Linked DNA regions of Mus musculus: region 2 is linked to region 1. Evidence: chromatin contacts called from public Hi-C data. All regions are on one chromosome and are shown on one strand. Each heading gives the region's core, a stretch centred on a gene start, on an enhancer-like site or on the middle of the called end of the contact. The rest is flanking DNA. Distances are from core to core; before and after follow the strand shown.

Region 1 (5,572 bases), core at 1,105-3,604:
CTGCTTATTCAACAAGTATTTACAGAGGACCTAGACTGTAGTGTCCAGGTACAATGTTAGTGTCCAGAAATGCATTGATGTCAAAGGCAAACATGACTCCTATAACCTGGGAATGCTTCCCAGATCATGGGATAGTGGTAAGTAAATAGAATGATAGTGCTGTGAAATTGACCAGGTAGATTGTCTCCAAACACAGTAGCTCAGAATAGTCTATCAAGGAAAGAGAAAACTCTGAGCTGACACTTCAAAGATATGCACTTCAAAGTAGCTATTTAAAGATTAAGGAGTAGAGGGACACAGGAAGGCAAAGCATCAACTTTATGAGAAGCCTTGACCCTTGTCCGATGTGTCAAGGTGTGGTTGAATTTCTTTATTTTCTTTATTTATCAGAAAAGTTGTGCAGTAGAGAACTAAAGATGTTCAGTGTGGTCAAAGCATGCGATATAAATAAGGGGAAAATGACATGATAGAAAAACATAGATAATTCACAAAGAAGAGAACTAAGTAACAGAATTAGAGAATGGGGCCAACCACCTAGCATCTTAGGGACCTCACTGACACGAGTATGTGGACAGAGATGAAGGATCCATGAAATGGTTCTAAGAAAGAAATGTTATAGCTGGAGTTGCTTTCAAAATTATTATTTCTATAAGGAAACGTGGTGGTGATGAAAGAACGTTTTCAAAGTTCTGGGAAAAGATGAGAGGCAAATTACTTTAATATATGGTATGGTAATGCTAGTATGAGAGGGTACTCTTTTGAAAAATAACAATTGAATAATGATGTGTTAAAGGCCTTTGCATGCTAATTCAAATGTTAGCATGGCTAGATGAAAATACATTTATGATATAGAAATTTAATGTTCTCAGGTAAGACACACAAAAGTACAAAAGTGGACAGCATTCTATATCCTAAGAGACACTGTAATGTAAGCCCACTTCAGCCAAATCACAATTACTGAGAAAAGGCCATCATAATGCTTACACTTGTCAACAGGGTATACCACTAAGGTGCTATGAGTGACTCTCACTTTACTGAGAGCCATTTTACTGTCAATGTAAACATAAGGCAAAAACAATGTTTCTAATGCAACAAAACCCAATAGCCTCAATACTAATGATACAGGTATTGATAAAATTAAAAAACAAAAATCTGGAGGAAGAACTTTGGTCAGAAAAGAAATGGGAAGAAAGAGATGGAGGTTAGGTACGGGCCCTTCATAGAACTGGAAGCAAAGAACTTTGCAAATGTCTCTACCAGAACTCCCCAACGTGAAAGAGAGACTAGTTGTACAGCCCTTAGCATCTCAGAGAAAGTAATATTACTAAGCTACTTAATTTGTGCTTGAAAATCCACGTTAACTGTTGTTTTCTCAAATACATCCCCAAATAAAAAATTTCTTCTTCATATTTTTAATTAAAATGAATTTAATAATCCAGGCCATGTGTAGTAAGTGCATGCCTTTAATTCCAGCATTTGGGAGGAAACAGCAAACAGATCTCTGTGAGTTCAGGCCAGCCAGGGCTATACAGTGATTTCTCATCTTCAAAACTCTGCATCATCACCAAAGACTTCTCCATGGTTACCATGCAGCTTTTTCTCATGTGACAACCCTCCCTCAAGTGTCTCACGTGAGCACACAGGGCCCTTCACAAGTCCTAATGAAGGATGTTCTCTCAAATTTTCTCAGACTGACAGAACATAAAACCCATACCAGTTGCTGGCACCATAAACATTTCTTTCTTTTAGTTTTCTTTAAACCATGCATTTCAGAGCTAAGGAGACAGCTCAGTTAGCTAAGTGCCTGAGCGGAAAGTTTCAGGACCTGAGTTTGACTCCAAGGAACCCACATAAAAAAAGCTGTAGCTAGCAGCAGCACACACCTCAAATCCAAGCATTGGAGACAGGAAGATTCCTGGGGCTCAATGGCCACCTAACCTGGTTTAATCAGAAAGCTCTAGGCTCCATAAGAGATCCTATCTCAAAAGCAGTAAGATAGGAAGGATTGAGGAAAACACCCAGAATCAACATCTGATCTCATATACAAATGCACACGCACTTACAAACCAATCTTCAAATGATCCTCCAAGATCACAGGACTTGGTGGCTAAGGTCATGTTGAAGGGATTTGGTGCCTCCTCTTCATCTTTCTCAATTAAATTGTCAGCACGTATTCTGCACTCCACACTCAATGTTGACCCAAATATCTTCCACTATTAAGTCATTTTTCTCTGAACCTTGCTCGTATCTTTCCCAAGTTGCAGACGTGGTTTTGTAAAAGGAGCCCTTATGCTTTGGGGACAAAGGCAGGTTCAGCCTAAATGAGGTCATCAAGTTCCCAGTGCCCTAAGAGTCCAAGCCAATGACCAACTGAGTGTTCCAGCTGATCTTAATTTCCTTGGCATAGCACAGTCAGAGTACTGTAATATAATGCAAAATGGCTCCAAAGAGAAACCAGACACTGACCAGAGTCTTGCCAAAACACAGTTAAATAATACCAAAGTGGCCCTTTCATCTGAATACTGAGCCTCTCATGCCCGTGTCACCCTCCCCAAGAATGAAAGTAATCTTCCACTGTGAATGTGGGCTGGCTGAAAAACCATACCAGACTCAGCCCCAAAGAGGAGATGAGCTTTTTAATTGGCACATGTGTGCTGGGAAGGATGAAAATGCTGACAAGGAGACCAGGAGACAAAGAACAGGACTCACTGGGAGCAAGGGTGATCCAAATTTAGAATATGCTTATAGTGCTAAAACAATACTCAAATGTTTATCCTGCCCAGGATCTCTTTCAACAACTTTCAATCGCAGAACCTTCCCTGAAAAAGAAGTAGCTTTAATGTTTCTAAGTTTCTTTGTAAATTAAATCGTTTATATTAGATTATCAGTAGGCTCTCAGGTAGACTCTCACTTGCATCAAGAAATCAACAATTCTGTTTCTTCCTCATTGCTTTATTCTTATTTATTATTTATTTATTAAGCCAAAATTTCTTGAGAGCCTGCTACAAACCAGACATATTTTTACCTTCTAGGAACTGAGTAAAGAAAATTTAACACAAGGGGTTAAAACCACACTGACCTTGTAAAATGGCTGACATTTTAGCCCCCACTTAGGGCAGTTCCCTACCACCTGTAATTCGAATTCCAAGGGATCCAATGTTTTCTTTTGTATTCCATGAGTAACCTGCCCTCCATACACACATACACATATAATTACAAATAAAGTAAACTTTAAAATATTACTACAAAAGAATCTCTGCCTTCACTGAGCTTCTGTTCTACTGAGTAAATGCAATGAGCAAACACATGTGAACAAAGAGAACTGGGTGATAATATGTACTAGGGAGAAAGATTAAGCTCAGTAAACACAACAGTTTGGATCTTGAATGTCTCCCAAAGGCTGGTGGATTAAAATCTTGGTCCCCAACACATGACATCATTGAAAAGTGGCAGCAGAAACCTTGAGAGGTGAGAACTGGGAGGAGGGAACGAGCTGAGGACTTTGAAGTGGATACTAGCATAGGAGCCTTTCACCTTTCTGTGCAACTTCATGTCAACCTAGAGGTGGATGGCACGGCTCCATCATGCACTCCCCGCTGTGATGTGCTGACTCCCACAGACACAAGGACATGATGTCAAAAGAAACCTTCCTAACTGTAACCCAAAGCCTTTTTAATTCTTAAGTTAATTATCAGGTGTACTGTTACAGTAATAAGATCTTTGTGATGTAAAGGAGGAAAGAGAATGGTGAAGTCATTAATGACAGTGTTAACCTTTAAGTCTGAGATCAAAATCATTTGCTATCAATCAACTACAAACTAATCAGGGCCTCCTAAATATATACTAACTAGATTGAAACAGATATGTCATCCAATCAGGTTAACTCACTTTCTTATTTTCTAGATATTTCATTAACACAACTTTAATGACTTATAGTCTTTTACATAAATACAGATTTATTCAAACCAATATTCATAAAAAATGTGTGATAATTGTATCACACATTGGCCAAACCAATGCATTCATAAGGCTCTTGCATAAATTTTTTCCAACCTGTTATTTTCATAAAATGCTTTGATTTGTTTTAAATATATTTTCTTCAGAAGCTTAAAACCTCAGATTTAATTTGTTCAATTTGAGGAAAATGGAGACCACAAGAGGTAGTGTATGACTGTAACCATGGCAATAAGGTAAGAGTAGGGTCAGAACTCTGAGGCCAGCCTGGGTGAAAGAGTTCTGGTTTCCCTGTTGAGAAAGACAGAGACAGAGACACAAAGACAGAAAGACAGAGGGACAGAGGGACAGTGGGACACAGAGATTTAGAAGTCAGTCCCCTCTCAGATAAAATTCAATTTTCCTGTTCACTTATACAGTGTTATATCATTCTGAGTCAAAAAAATTTTTTAATTAGACAATAAATTATTGGTTAGGCTGAATAATAGAAATGTCTAAAAAGAGTCAAAATTTAAAATAGCACAAGACCATCAATTATGGTGGTTCCTGCTTGCATTTCCAGCATTTAGAAGATGCAGTAAGGAGTGTCATGAGTTCAAAGTCATGGCTACATATAAGGTCTGAGCACACCCTTTAAAAAACATGAGAATATACTCATCCTTTATTCCAAACTTAAAAATAATCGTGGTAAGGGGGTAAGGTGTCTGCAGGTTATGTTGAACTCCTACAAAGTGCAGAGACCTGCTCTATGAAATTAGAAATGTCTGAATTAAATATCAATCTAGTCATGGTAAATTTTTCTTATGTTGTTGATGAAAGCAAACAATGTATTCTGCAAAAATTAGCCCGCATGCTAGCATGTTACTGTTTAAAGAGCAGAGCATATTGAAATATTCTGTGATGAAACACGATGCTAGCTGAGCAGAGTTAGAATAAACAGTTCATAATACAATTCATTAGTGTATTGTTAATCACAATGTTGAACTGCACACAAAATTTGAAAGAAGTCATCCATAAATTTTATCCTTGGTTTTTAACCAATTTATTCTAAAAACCTAGTACTTACAGGGAAAAAAACTGTTGTTTTAGAAGAATAAATCACTAACTGTATTGGATGCTGGCAACCACCCAAACCTGATCTATTCAAGACCGAAGTTCTCAGATTCCCAGTAGCAGCCAGTAAGGCTTTGTGGCTAAGACTTCCTTCCTTGCCACTTCACTCCACTAAAGGGAACTACTATGTCCAAAGCCAGGCATTTCCTAAGCAGCCCAGCTGCTTTGCCTCAGTTCTCAACAATTCTTCAGGTTCTACCTGGCTCCGGAGTATCTAAGGAATGGGTTGACGGCTTTGTTGCAACTGCATCATAGCCTGACTTTCCTTGGTAGCCATTCCCACTGGGACTGGCCTAGTTTGCTTCCAAATGCTGAGATAACACACTAACAGAAAGCAACTCTCTGAACAAAGAGCTTATTTTAGCTTATAAACTATGGTCAATCATCCAGAAAGGCCAAGGCAGGATCCTGAAGTAGAAACCGCAGGCAAGTATTGCTCTTACTGACTTCTTCAGCTTGCTTTCCTACACAGCCAAGGACTACCTACCCAAGGGGGAGGCAATGC
Region 2 (5,126 bases), core at 2,360-4,859, 540 kb after region 1:
TTTTTAGTTGAATTTGTTTTTCCAATACTGTTATCATGTTGCATTGAATCCAGTTATTTTTACAATTGGAATTTAAAGATCTAAGTTGTGCATAAAAACGAAAGAAAAATTAATCTGGGCCTTTCAGCTTTGTTTTCTGTATCAGCATGCTAGGATTTGATCATAAGCTCCTGAATGTTTGTGAAACCAACCAATACCATGGCTATACACTCTACTAAACTGTTAATGAATCAGAGTCTGAGAAAAATGACACAGTAAACATTAGGGAGATGCTGTGGAACTATCAAGGCAAAACACACATCGCCACTAGTCATGTGGTCCTTGACTTCTCATCTTATGAAAATTTTCAGAGAGACAGTTGGAAAATGTCATTGCTAGCTATATGACCAGTTAATATTCTCATCCCTTCCTCTCTCCATGTGAGTCTCTCTCTCTCTCTCTCTCTCTCTCTCTCTCTCACTCTCTGTCTCTCTCTCTGTCTCTCTCTGTCTCTGTCTGTCTCTCTCTGTCTGTCTCTCTCTGTCTCTCTGTCTCTGTCTCTCTTTCTCTCTCCTGTTTTATGAGAATGCATACTGGAGACAAAATCAATTTGTTCTGGTCTGTTATGTCAGAAGGCTGTAAATTTACCATCTTTGGGAATGAGAAGTTGCTCTATGCCCAGAACTTAAAAGATCACAAAAACTTCACAATGTATTTTCATGTACTTGATGATGAATGAGTTAACAGGAAAACTTGGACCCGTTGCCCAAGACAATATGTGCTGTTGGTATCAACAAAGGAGATTTTTATAGGAAAGGCAGAGTCTCAAAGATAAGTTGAACGAATTAAATATCCACTGCTAAAGAAACTGCTTGTTTTTGTTGTGCTAAGAATTTTACCCCGTGGTCCTTATGCATCCTCCGCAACCCTCCACCGCTAAGCCTGATCCTCCTCAACCTGAAAAAGAGGATTCACTTCTTCCTTTGAGTATGTGTGGGGGTGAAGGTGGGGGTGGGGAGATAGGCATGCGCATTTGCATGCCTGCTGGGGATGGAATCTGGGCTCATAGGTAGTAAGTAAGGCCAGAGAGCTTGACCACTGAGTAATACCTACCCCCCCTCCCCTTTTTGTCCCCAACAGGACTCTCATTTAAAACTACTGGCTGCTTTATACTTATCGTTGATTCTGTTAGTATCATGAAAAACAGCCTGATGTTTTATTGAACATATACATTGGTCATTTGGCACAGTTTCAATAGCTACTAGATATTCACAAGCAGAGTTACATACTACTTTCAATATTTCAAAAGGAACTTTGAAATAACTTCTGGCTGGTATAACTTCCTAGCCAGATGGCTTTGAGATTCCATGATAATAACAGAACTCTGTTAGATGATTTGTATATCTGAGATACACACAAGTACTTTATGTCTATAAACTTAGTCACATGGCAAATGTATCATGTTGATTGCAGTCTTGCTTTATTGATATTATTTTTATTCTTACTTTACAGATGGATAAATATAGGTTCATGTAAACCATATACCTTGACTAAATTTTAAAGTCAGTAAGCTGAGAAACCAATATTCAAATCAGGATAGTTCAGACAAAAAGCCACATTTCTAAGACTGAAACGACCAGATTCTGAAAACCTATTTGCTGACATGGAATTAGGATGGGTAGTCATCTCGCTATGGGTTTGGTATGTGTAGAATCTGTACTGGCATACAGCACAGTGGTCTCACATAGAAAATATTGAAAACAGAAAGCACTGATAATAAACATTAGACACATTTGTAAATGGATACATGATAAAAATGAGACACGCATGTAACTAAGACAAGTTCCCGTATATGCAGGGAACTTCTGAGTTGTATAAAATCAAGTGAAAGCCCTAGGCTTGCTCTTCCACATCATGTGCCTTTCAGTGTCTCATCAAGGACTTTGGTACCTCTATTAGAATGACTAAACAAACCCATTAGGAAAGTAAGCCTGTGGCCAGGGTACCATGCCATTGCCAAAGCCAAGTGCAGTTCTTTCTTTTGCTCATGCCCCCTCGCTATCAATGATGAGTGATTGTCAGCACGTGAGCACTGTTTACTAATTTCCTGTTGAACAAGTGGATTTGTTCTTGTCTTTTGCTTCCCGTTGACTCGTATCATGGTGAGGAGGGCATTTTCCAGAGAAAGAAAGCCCAAGTTCAACTTGCCTTTGGAACAATCATCTAGGAACTAATAATTAGCTTACCGAGGCTGATGTTCTCTGTGACTTTGTCCTTATCAGATCACTTATAAGCTGAGGAGACAAGAGCCAACTAATGACAATTAAGCCAACCTTGTTATACAGGAATCAGCCTTACTGGCTTTAATAGCCCTTGACATGTCTTGCTGAATGTTTACAAACTGAAGTAGGTTTTGTGTGAGCCCCAGTGTGCTCTCCACTCTGGGTGCATCCTCCAAGCTCTCCTGCAATCAGTGCTTAAGGAAAAGGATATGAGACCCCATTCTGGCCAATGAACTTCGAGGACGGTTTGTCAGGGGGCAGGCTGTAAGTGCTGTTTACAGTGGCTGGAAAGGAACTGACTGGGGAAGGCATCCTGTCTGTCCTGCACCTTTCTGCATCCCAGTCGCATCCGCATCCGTAGCACTGTCTCAGCCAGCTTCCAAGCAGAGCGGATGCCACTTTGAGGGCAGAGCTGACACAGTGAGTGTGGCCGATCACACAGACATGTTTACCCCTGGGCTCTTGATGGACGGCTCAGCTCTTGGACCCAAACAACCTCTGCACTGCTTGTTATGTCCAATAAACATCCTCCCTGATGACAATCCGTTCAGACAGTTTTCCTAGTTAGTTGCTGCTGATATACCAAATAAAACAAGTACTCACTGGTCAGTTCAAAACTTAGCCAGCGCAGAAGCCAGCTCAAAACAAATACTAACCACCCATGTGGATGTCCTTTATCCGGTAGAGACAGGTGAGCTCTGGCTCCAATTACCAAATAAATATAATAAAATCGAAAGTAAACACAATTTTAGGCAATTTATAAAATGCACAGAACGAATGTTCCTCTTACAGGAAAAAGAAATGTAGCTAGGTGAATTTTTTCTGGCTTTCCGTATCATTCCTCGCCCCAAGGCCATGCCTGCCACACCTTATCCATTTGTTTATTTAGAGAAACACACGGATGGGGGCCGGGGAGGAATGACACTTTCCTGCCTTCTTTTTGTTTGGGTAGAGCTGTCCTTGTTAGCAATAAAAATTTCAGTTTGCCTTCCACAAATACAAATTTTATTCTAAAGTAGTTAGGTACCTTTGGGAGTCACAGCACCTCTGTTTGGAAAAGCTCCAGGCCCCGTCTGGGGAGTATCTCATTTGTTCTTACAATATCCCTTGAAGGGATTCTGTGGTTTTTTTCCCCCCAGCAAGTCATCCTGCCACGAATCCTTGACAGATAGGTCATTGCTGACTAACTCTGGTGTGCTAGACTTCAGCTCTCCGGCTTCATCATCATCTGTGTCAGAAGAGAACACAGTGAAGTTAGCCAAGTACGCTGGCCACAGGCAGTGTGGTGGTGTCTGTCTCTGGATCCTGGGTTGGAGACTTGGTTTACCTGGGGCTTTTGATCAGGAAAGCAGACTTGATGCCAAGCTGGCCGTTTGATCTTTGTAGACAGCATGCCCTGGCATGCTCTAGTAAGCAGGGGCCAGGAACCACTGCCAGCATCCTAGGGTGCGGGTGGGACTCTCTCTTCCAGCTGCTTTGGTTCATTCAGTCTTTCTAGAGACTGGCAGGTGAAGGGCTCTGCCTGCCTACCACAGCTTCCCTGTCTCCTCTCTGCTTGTACTCCCTCCCCCTTTGCTTCTCTTCCTCCAATATCTCAAAGAGCACAGAGGGAGCTAAGACATCCCCATCCCTTCTCTAGCTTCTCTCACATTTTCTCTCCACCTGAAAAGCTGTTTCATTGAACATTAAGATAACACGAAGCATATTTAATGGCTTCTAAAGGTAACTTTTAGACAAGCACTTTAAACCAGAGCACTGTACAAACCTAACATAACCATCTGATCTTGCTCTCCTTCTATTAGTCGTGGCTTATCACAGGCTAACTCAGTGAACATGACTCTACCAAACAAGGTAACTAGCCTTCTCTCAGAAATTGATCATTTAAAATATTACCTGCCTGAGTTCTCTTTCACAACATTCACAGAGCCTACTAAGAAATTCCCATTTTCTACTTTCTGGCAAAAATTTAAATCCTTGTTTTAAAATTTCATAACATCTATTAAAATTTCTGTCTCTAGATGAATGCTCTCCAAAGCTACCAATCTTCTGCTCTATCCTGTCACCAGACACAGAATATTATTAAACCCTCTCAGCGTCTCTCAGTGACTTAGAGTCACTTTAGCCAAGACTGGAAACGCCTCTGTGACCTGACCTGTACTTTCCTCTCCAGCTGCTTACTTTGTGGTACCAACAGAGTTGCTCTACTGTTCTCTGGGTATAGGACAACATTGGTGTCACCTCACCAAGCCAGCTGATAGTTTTATATATGCAAATGAGGACTGTATCTTGAAACTTGGCTTTTTTAGAATGGGGTTAAATGATATGTGTGTGCTCATATACACATATGTGAATTTATGTAAATCGAGTTTTCCATAAAAGCTGGAAGTTTTTAGTAGCATTGGTAATATTAATAGTATCACAAATATTATTTTTCTCAACAATACCCTTGTGATACAGGCTAGATATGGAGTGTCCACCAAAGACCCACTGATGGAAAACTTGGTCCCTAGCCCATGGGGCCATGGAGAGGTCTACCAGGAGGAGCTTTGGTTATTGGAGTCATAGCTTTGAAGGAGATATTGGAAGCCTGCTCTTCCCTCTTCCTGTCCCTATTTCTGACCATTACGAGGTGAACATGCCTTTACGCCAGAATTTGAACATGCTGAACTCTGCCATCACAGGCCCAAGGCCACGGACAGGGTTATACAAACATGGACTCCAGAAATGAGCCCAAGTGAAACATGTGATCTTTTAAATCGATTTTCTCAGGAATCATGTCCAAGTGTCAGAAGCATAATATACACTACCAGACAGCAACGTGCATACCCTGACTTCAGCTTTACACTGAAATTACAGCCATCCAAA

The links. A called contact is a pair of places that touch in the nucleus more often than the background predicts.
Region 2: a contact with region 1 is called in a Hi-C map of liver, with 2.0 times the contacts expected there. The contact joins two enhancer-like sites. A contact is called at or near these places in 1 of 484 Hi-C or Micro-C datasets (liver) and 1 of 115 datasets of contacts at active chromatin or transcription factors (large pre-B cells).

What each region holds. Positions count from the first base shown.
Region 1 is chr2:65,005,152-65,010,723 of GRCm38.p6, forward strand. All of the region lies in intron 2 of Grb14 (growth factor receptor bound protein 14), which reads right to left. Among named protein-coding and RNA genes, the nearest start is that of Grb14, 15 kb to the right of the region's middle. Within about 2 kb of position 2,355, at least 30 of the 459 cell types and tissues checked have an H3K27ac peak or open chromatin away from gene starts, as enhancers often do. A contact at or near this core is called in liver, where this site is marked.
Region 2 is chr2:65,543,887-65,549,012 of GRCm38.p6, forward strand. The region is part of intron 1 of Scn3a (sodium channel, voltage-gated, type III, alpha); the gene reads right to left. Among named protein-coding and RNA genes, the nearest start is that of Gm34833, 7.3 kb to the right of the region's middle. Within about 2 kb of position 3,610, at least 33 of the 459 cell types and tissues checked have an H3K27ac peak or open chromatin away from gene starts, as enhancers often do. A contact at or near this core is called in liver, where this site is marked.